Regions from separate parts of the Pungitius pungitius genome. Here region 2 is linked to region 1. The links are chromatin contacts, called in public Hi-C maps. All regions are on one chromosome and are shown on one strand. The core of a region is the stretch at or near the end of the contact, and the rest is flanking DNA. Distances in the headings are between cores, read along the strand shown.

Evidence for each region. Hi-C and Micro-C count contacts between places; a contact is called where the count stands out from the background.
Region 2: a Hi-C map of muscle shows a contact between it and region 1, with 1.8 times the contacts expected there. The contact joins the promoter of ptn here to the promoter of LOC119210394 in region 1. A contact is called at or near these places in 2 of 2 Hi-C or Micro-C datasets (both in muscle).

What each region holds. Positions count from the first base shown.
Region 1 is chr2:2,905,174-2,909,695 of fPunPun2.1, reverse strand. It overlaps LOC119210394 (protein FAM180A), which reads left to right and starts at 2,888. Exons shown (of 3, transcript XM_037460321.2): 1 at 2,888-2,974. The coding sequence starts at 2,896.
Region 2 is chr2:3,063,566-3,068,248 of fPunPun2.1, reverse strand. It overlaps ptn (pleiotrophin), which reads left to right and starts at 2,462. Exons shown (of 5, transcript XM_037460322.2): 1 at 2,462-2,615.

The sequences.
Region 1 (4,522 bases), core at 1,639-4,138:
CACCTCAAGAGAGCGTGCCGGCTGTGGATCGTTTCGTTAACTCGCGACACGAAGTCGAGGACGAAGCCCTCGAAGGGTCCGTGACAAACGGGCCGACTGCACCTCCTCACGAGGACCAGGTGGGAGGGCTGAGAGCACCAGAGGCAAGTAAGGGGCACACGAGTGGACGTTTGTCAGGAGATAATAAGGGGCTGTGCACAAACAAATCTGCACTTAAGGCACGATGAGTATGTTATAAACTCTGGACCAGGATCGTGGATCAGTCACCGAGAAACTAATTGGTCGAAAACAAGAAGCAGGGGAACAAAGGAGGACATTAGCGACGTGAAGCTCACCACGATGTTTTCCCTCACGTCACAACAAGTTTTTTTTTCTTTTTCTTTTCAAGCTTTGTTTACTCTGATGGCTAATTAGGTGCGCACTAACGGGACAGGTGGTCTATTTGGACCCAGGTGCCGCTGTCTGCTCTTTCCCGACTCGCCCGTGGAGGACGTGCTTCCCGTTCAGACGGGCCTCGGGGGGGGGGGGGGGGGGAATCGTTTGCACAGGTGTGACGGACAGCTGAGGTCATTATTCGACGTCGCGCTCCAACTCTCAACGCGCCTCGGCGCTCCTGCGGAGTTGTTTTGATGCGCGGCGTGCCAGACAGCCCCGGCCTCGCTCTCGCCGTGAAGGCCGCCGAGCTGCCACTAACGACGGATGATCAACGGGGTCTTAGTTTTAAAACTTTCAGAGCATTCTCTTCCAGCCGTTGTGAAACTTCTTCTCGTTTTCTTCTTCTCTGTCTCTACAGACAGAAGTAGTGTGACCCCTCGAAAGGCTTTGATTCGTCCGCAGACTGTGAACAGAGTAGAAGTGAACTAGAACGCGGTAGCAACGTAACAGCTGGAAGGACACGCGCCGCCTCCTGCTGTGGCCCCCAGGCGTCCGTTCCTGCAGTATCTAATGTATTAGGAGACGGTCCTAGCTCCGAGGCATTAATCAAAACGAAGACCACGGGTCACATGGGCCAGAAGAGGAAAAGGTACAACATCTTGGCCCTGCAAATCTCAGCATCTTCTATAAATGTACAGGGTTTACCTGCTATTACCTTGACACAGAGCAATTTGACTTCTATCAGATCAACAATGCAATGATTTATGGCACAGAGGCAACTACAAATAGAGTGTATATAAAAGGGTCCCTGCCCGGTTTGAATCTCTTTCTAGTGGCCTCATTCACACCGTCGCATGTTATCTGAATAGAATTCAATCCAGAGTTTGGGAGGAGCAGAAATCACCGAAGCGATCTCTCTCAGGATGTGCGTCGTAACACTGCCCCCTCATGGTCCCTCATGGCCGAAGCAGGTTCCCACCACGCGTCTCAGTGGGGAGCGTTTGTGTGTCCGTGAACCCAAACACTCGGGGGGGGGGGGGGGGGGTCAGGAGCATTTTTTTTGTCGGGGCAAACAGAAGACGTGAGGCCATTTTTTTTTGTTTATTTCCGGGGCTTTGGCCTTTGCCCCTCTGAATGCCGTCCTCCGTCTTAGCCATGTGAATCACGTTGCGGCCGTGTGCAGCCGTGCGGTTTCCCCGCCTCCTCGTCCGTGTAGATGTGTTGTTGTTGTGCCGTTGGTTTCGCGTCCGCTGCGAGCAAACATTCCTTAGAAAACGCATGGCGTCCGAGAGTCAGCCGGGCGCGCCGGGTCCATTAATCAGACCTTAGATTAAGGAGACAGTGGTGTATGTCTCCTCCTCGGGCAGCCCGGACACGTCGTTTTCTCGTTGCTGCCCCTCCCTTCGGGTTCATTTACCGCCACAATGTTTTTAGAGAATTAAAAGGGAAGATCGCACATTTTTTTTTCTCCACAAGGAGTCATCGAATCCTCGTTAAATAATTCAGATTAGCGGTGCTTTTCTTTCACACGGCGGCCATTGCTGGTGTCCGTGTTTGGCAAACCATCTGAGCTCCACGGCTCCAACGCCGTCCGTCGCGCGCGCTCCTTCTGTTGCACGTATCCTGTGACAACAAAGAGGAGAGCGCTTTAAAGAAGGGGAGAGGATGCTTTGAGTGGTCCTCTTGCTGCTGTTGTTGTTGTTGTTGTTGTTGTTGTTGACACGCTTCTCTTTCGGCCGTCTGCCTCGTTCTCGGGTTCCGCGGTCGCCTTTTAACTCACGACTTTGTTCTTCTAAAGCGGTGCAGAATTCAGTTAATTAACCTTGAATTGGAACCAAAATAAAGAAAAAGGCAACGTTTTTCTAACCATCCCTCGTGTAATGATGATTTCCAGCAGAATGCATTAAAGAGTGAACCAAAACTCTCAAGGCCTGGATCCTGCTTTACTTTATCAAAGAACCCCAATGTATGATCTTCATTGTTCAACAGAGACGCCTGGAAGCCAAATTTTGCAATTGAAAACGTGTTTTATTAAAATTACCAAAACGGTGTTTTGTAAATATTGCCCTGTGGTGACGGATGGTCACGTGATCGCCACGAGAGACGCGGTTACCTCGGCCAAGCTCACGTCTCGCACCACGGGCTCGGCTTCGGTTCCGGCTCGGGTGACTTCGGCCCCGATCCGTCCGCCACGCACTTATCTGGACAATCGGAGGGAGGGAGAGAGAGAGACACTCCTCCATCCAGTCGCTGCGAGGCATATCCAGCCAATTCCTGAGGGTTTCCAGATGAGAGCACACACACACACAGAGAAATAAAAACAAAAAGAGAGGGAGGGAGGATGGAGGGAGGGAGGATGGAGGGAGGGAGGATGGAAGGAGGTGGCAATGAACAAAAAAATGAAGGAATGATCCTTGGTATGAAAGTGTTGGGAAGTCGGAGCGGTTTCATTGCTGAGATGCGGCTCTCCTGAGAGGACCGTGTGTGTGTGTGTGTTTTAGAGGGAGAGGGGGGGTCAACATGACACAGTGGTGGGCTCTCCTCGTCATTGCTCACCTGTCCGTGTACCTGGCAGCCGGTCAGCAGCGCCACAGCAAAGGTAGGTGGACCTCCTGGCTCCACGCAAGCTTAACATCTCCATCCTCATCCACGGTGCCAAACATGGTGTGGAGAACCCGACCGCCAGATTTAACCATCCAGGGCTGGTTAAATCTGGGCTCGCTCATGCGCGTGACGCATGGTTCTGTGACGGAATGCGTGACCTCGGGGGACCGTTGGAGGAGAAGACGCCGACGGATCGTTTTTTTTTTTTCCAAAGAAAAGCGGCTGGGCCTTCCGCTGGATCCACATCGCCGAGGACATTCCTTTCTCAACAGTCGCATCTCGTGCCATCGCTGGAGACCTCCGGATGCGTCACTTTAATGCGAAAAAACGCTGACGTGATTTGCGTTAACGATTTGACTCACGGTTCAGTTCTTAGTTTTAGGTCCACGTGCATAAATGTGTGTTACAGTTGAGACGGCGAAGGGACTAAACTAAGAGATTGATCCCGTGTGACAAGAAGATTGTTTATCGGCCGGTTTTTTTTTGGATACCAGAATTGACACGAGAGGGCGGAGCTATAAGTTCACCACGATTGATTGGCCCTTAAACATTGTGTAATAAGCCGTATAAGAAATGCTTTCCAGTTGTTTTGAGTGGACGGATTATCAGGGAGACAAATGTCCCCCTTTCTCCCCATCTATCGCCACTTCAACCGTATCCAGAACTTTGGCGACACTTACGGTGACCGAGAAAGTTCAGACAAATACCAAAAGCCACAACACAATGCGAACGCCACAACACAAAATACAAAAGCCACAACACAACCGAACGCCGCAACACAACACGAACGCCACAACACAACACGAAAACGTTAGCTAAATGGCACCACGCATCTTTTAGCTAACGTTTTCGTGTTGTGTTGTGGCGTTCGTGTTGTGTTGCGGCGTTCGGTTGTGTTGTGGCTTTTGTATTTTGTGTTGTGGCGTTTGCGGTTGTATTGTGGCTTTTGTGTTGTGGCGTTCGTGTTGTGTTGTGGCATTTGCAGTTCTGTCGTGGCTTTGGTATTGGTCTGAACCTTCTCGGCCACCGTAGACACTACATATAATATTTCTGGTCGGACCTGTTGGCGCTTTAATGAAAACAAAAGTCACCGCGGCAAATGAACAGTGTTCATCTGTCTGACTTCATTGCATCATCAGCCTCTCGGGGATTCGTCTCAGCGTGGGGACATGGAAGGGAAGCCTGTTTACATACAGTTTTAACATCATTTAGAGGTGAATTTAAATTTCCTCCTGTATCCCCCACCCCCCCTTTTCCTCTATTTTGAGACATCCCTCCAGGCAGGAACACCATTTAGCCTCGCTGATTAATGGACCTTTGTTGTTCCCTCATCTCCTTGCACGCGGTTAGCGGCAGATTACGACTCCGTCGTTAACGAGGTTGGGGGACGCCCTGCCCATCCCAACACTGGTTGTTGCCAGAGGGAGGGAGGGAGGGGAGGGGAGGGGGGTAAAGCGTTGAGGAGTCAACGGCCTCCGAAACCAGCCCCGAGGTGTGGGAAAGCTGAGATGTTGCAAGGAGAGAGGGCGCCTACATCGGAAAT
Region 2 (4,683 bases), core at 1,213-3,712, 160 kb before region 1:
GCTGAGCACGTGGCGCCGCAACAGTCCAGGTAGCACCAACCAGCACCGGGCCGAGGCTCATTGCGAATTGAGCCGCTTGTTTGCGTCTTTTCTGGAAGCAGATGTGACAAATGAGCCTAAAGGGCTCCTGACTAAATCATCCATTACTTCGCTGCTGGCCTATTGCTGCCTGATTTCAACAATTCTTCAACAGAACCTCTTTGATGACTTCAAATGAAAAAAAAAAAAACAACAACAAAATAACAAGCTTTGTGCCTTCAGGCAACTCTTGAAATGTTGTAACACCGCGTCGGACACATCAGCTTCGCTCCCCGATCACTTTTTCACATCGAACCCGCCGCAGGAAGTCGCACAAACGGAACAGTTCGTCCCAAAATGCGAAACGCTTTTTATCGATTTTTGTTTCCTTCTCTCAAAGTATAACGGAAAAAAACAGAGACGGCCCCGGCTCCGGGCTTTTAATTCAAGAGGCCACGTTGTACTTTCTTTTTTGTCGCCATTGGATTGTGGTCCCAAAGTGTTAAGACTTCATGAACGCAGCATGCGGAGCATCCAGGTAAAGTAGAACCAACCACACAGCAGGGGACGCCTCGGGGGGGTCTGGCTACTTCCTGGTTGAACTGCCGCGTCACCCCGAACCTTCGGTCTTGAAGCCTTCATTCATGGTACTTTGGGTTGATTGTAACCTCGAGGTTGCCTTCAAATGTTCTCACTCAGCATTTGGTTGCATTCGGCTCCAGTCTCTCGTATCCCTTCCGGATGATAAAAACAAACATGGTTGTGGCCAAATCCCCCCCCCAAAAAATGGCAAAAGCCAAAACGCCAAATTCTGAACTATAGAGCGGTTTCAATTCAAGGGTAATTGGAGAAAACTGCAATGTAAAAAGACAAAACCTGCTGAAAACTGAGACTAAACTGAGACACAGCCCATTTGGATCATCTAACGTCACGGTTTGGACTTTCTTCCTGTTTTATTTTGTAGTTTCATGTCTCTTGTTCCTGGGGTGAGCTTCACTTCCTGCCCTTGTCCTGTGATTGTCTGATTGTTTCCACCTGTGTCCGATCACCTGCACCTCCCTAGTGTACTTAAGCCCTGTGTCGCCCGTCACGTCGTTGTCTGCGTCACCTGTTGTTGGTGCACGTCAGGCCTCGTTTCTCGGGTATTAAAGAGCAAGAAGACTGTGAGTCCTCCCTCCCTGCCTGCACCAGCCGTATGTCACTAATCTAATTTGTGTCCCTCTTTTAGAATGAATGACACCCAAGGCCCGAAAAGTACGACGGGACCATATTTCTGTGTGGACCTCGTCCAGCTTCCAGAGAGCGCTTTGCGCCACAGAACCAGTGGTGGCACTGTATTGATTCCACATGCTGTAATCAGTCAATCCGAGCCTGTCCAGGGTGGGGTGGGGGTGGGGGGTCAACTCCAGCGCATTCCCGACACGCTCCCTCGAAGAGCACATGCGGCCACAGGAGACAGCTGCCGCGCATCTGACTGAAAACAGGAGAAGGACGGAGACACCCGATCAACCCGGCATTAATTATTTAAACTTTGACCATTGGGGAGATTAAGGAGCGTCGTTTTAAAACAGTTAACTGATAACTAGCAACTGAGACAGTGGCTGTGCTGCTTTGTAAAGGACTAATAATCATTTAGTTTTTAGAGAAAATCAATGTTGGGAAACCTACTTGAAGAACAATCGATTTTAATGATCAGGAAAAGTATTTGGTTATGTTTCTGCTTCCATCAATTGTCACTCATCTGACAAAAAGAAGCACCTCATCCTCATCACGTGACCTTTTGAACCTGTTGGTCTGCCACTCTGGTCCACACTGAAATATTCATATAGTAATAATATTCATTTCATGCGGAGCTTAATGGAAAAGATTAATCTCAAACATTTAAGTTTGTTTCAGCTACAGGACGGCAAAACAAAATAAACGTCGATGACCCATCGATCGGACTCCCTTTTTTTTTTTTTTTTTCGCGGATCGACCAGGACGTGTTACGCAACCGCTCGCTCCCGGCCCGCTCACGCCGTGGGCTCCCGCAGATGCATTTAGCTTGTTTTGTATTTGCTCGCTTCCCCTGAAAATCAACCCCCCCCCCCCCCCCCCCCCTCCCCCCTCTGTCAGCATTTGGATCAGCGGCTCTCAACCGTCTCCCTTCTCTGTCCGCTTGTATCCTCCTCGTCCCAGTGGAGCTCACAGGCACTTTGGCTCCCAACTGCCCTCTTCCTCCCCCTCCACCACCCCCCCCCCCCCCCCTCTCTCTCTTTTCGTCGGCAGCCTCACATCTTCCCCTCTGCGGTGCCGAGCAGGGCGTCCCTGGAGTGACCTTGTGGGTAATGAGCTCCTGATCACGAGTCAGGAAACCCGGGCATTCAACAGCCCAAACCTCCCCTCCCCTCACCCCCCCCTCACCCCCCCTCCCCCCCCCTCCATCCCGTGCAACACACACACACACAAAAAAAAAAGAAGGAAAAAAAAAGAGAAAGAAAACTCCACGGCAGGCTCAGCCCACAGAGAGGAATAGTGTTGGAGAGACGGGGCAGAGGTGCAGATGAAAAGAGACCAGAGAAAATACTGACACACAACTACCAGACCTCCGAAATAAAGTAGGTGGATTATTTTTCTTCTTCTTCTCTCCTTGCTTTCTGGGTGGGTGCAACGTGAGGTGATTTGTTGGAGAGTTGGCACTGCGTCGTGTTCAGAGAGCCTCGACGTGCGGAGGCCGTTTTTTTGTGTGTGTTTCTCTGTGTGAGTATTTGTGCGTATGTTGGGGGAGGGATTTATGGGATTTTTTTCTTCTCCAGAGTTGCTAATATAACACCTCTGTGGTGTTCATGATTCAAAATCTCACAACAAAAAGAATAGTGTGAAAAGTTACCAAAGAAACCCATTTAAAGTTGCCATGGTGATCAAATCAATATTTGGCATTCCTGCATTTTCCTTCTAATATTTTGCCTTAATATTTTTGTTTTACTGTTTCATGCTTTAGCAGAAAGCTTCTCTGTTCATGGTCCTAATCCCCCCCCCCCCTTTTTTAAGCAGATCTTGGCCCGGGGCTGTTGATAAGAGATAACATACCAAAACATAAAACACCATTAAGGCTTAAAATGCTCTGAATTATAACCGCTTGTAGACACATCGGGCAAACAAACAATCGGAAAGTCACAACACTCCAGCCCGCCGCGGGGCTACGAGCCGCGGTGTCGGATCATTAACTGGGGGGGGCGTCTCCTCGGTGATTACACGTCAAACCTCCCCATGTTGTGTTTGTCGTCGCCATCAGCCAAACGCATGCGAGCCCAATTAAGCATGTGCATGCGTGTGTGTGTGTGTGCGTGTGTGTGTGCGCGCGTTCGTCTGCGGCGTCGTAATTTGGGTCAGGCCTCGACCGGAATGACAAAACCCGGAGCCCGGCGTCATGTGGTTTCGGGGCGGACCCTTCCGCTTGGCGTTGCCATGGCTTTTCTTCAGTAACTGGTATGGCAACCCGAGTCACACCAAACAGTGTTCCTCTCTGTTTTATGGGCATTCCTTGCCGGTGGGGTGGTGGTGGTGGTTCGGGGGGGTGGGGGGGGAGACAAAAAGCTTTCTCCAGGCTCATTCTTGCTCAAAATGAGGTGACTCCACACATGGTGTGGTCCTAATGAAAGAGCCGTGGGAGATGAAGCACGATGTGGATGGAGCTGGACGGCCTCCAGCCGAGCTCACCAAACTGCATTTTGAAAGAAAAAAAAAAAAGAAAAAGAAAAGGGCCTAATGGTATTTTCCTACACCGAGTTGGCCACTAGCAGGCCTTTTAAGAGACGTTTTACACACTCTGGCCCTTCTTTCTTTCCGGGTGGGGGGGGGGGGGGGGTTAAGCGTTTGCCCCACAAAACGCCACCACGTGATTGCGCCCGCATGACGAGGCCCGAGCACAAAGCTTTGATGGGACGCTTCTCCCCGCGGAGGAGCTGGAGCAATAAGGCATACAATTGCGCTGTTAGGGCCCTGAGAAATCGCTCCGGGGGGGTGGAAGAGCTGTGAAAGGAGCCAATTCTCATCTATAGGGCACAAGTAAGTGAGTGAGAAGGAGAAAAAGAGAGAAGGAGGGGGGTCGGGTTGAGAACATACACAAAGATCCTCACATTGAGTGGCTGGTTCATTCTTGTGGGGTACGCACCGAGACCCCTCACGCGTGGACAAACCGAATGAGCCTCGATGGGGTCCCAGGGGGGGCGGGGACCGGAGTAAAAAGAGGAGTGGGGAGAAAAGGAGGAGGGGCCGGATGCCGAGGAGAGGAGGCCAAGCGAGGGAGCCACACGTTCCAATGAAGCAACGTGGTTCATTCTTCCAAAGCTCCGGTGAGGTGTTCTGGTTCTGGAGCTCTGATGGCACGGCTCCCGTGGAGCAGGTATCTCGCCCATCGAGGGGGCCTCCGTTGTCCGAGGGATCCCGTCGTCTGGGGGGGCGCGGCCGATGCTTCAGGGATGGTTTTAAAAATTCACGAGAAGAGGATTTTGTGCTCGGGGCGCGTTGTGAATCTCTCCTCTTTTCCTCTTCCTTTTAGATGCGTGTCGGATTTCTACTTTTTCCCCCAAGTAAAAAAAACAAAACAAAAATGGAATTGCAGCCTGCCGCCCCCCCCCCCACGAGCTGTCGGCTTGATCCGATGTTTGATCGGCGGAGAGCTAA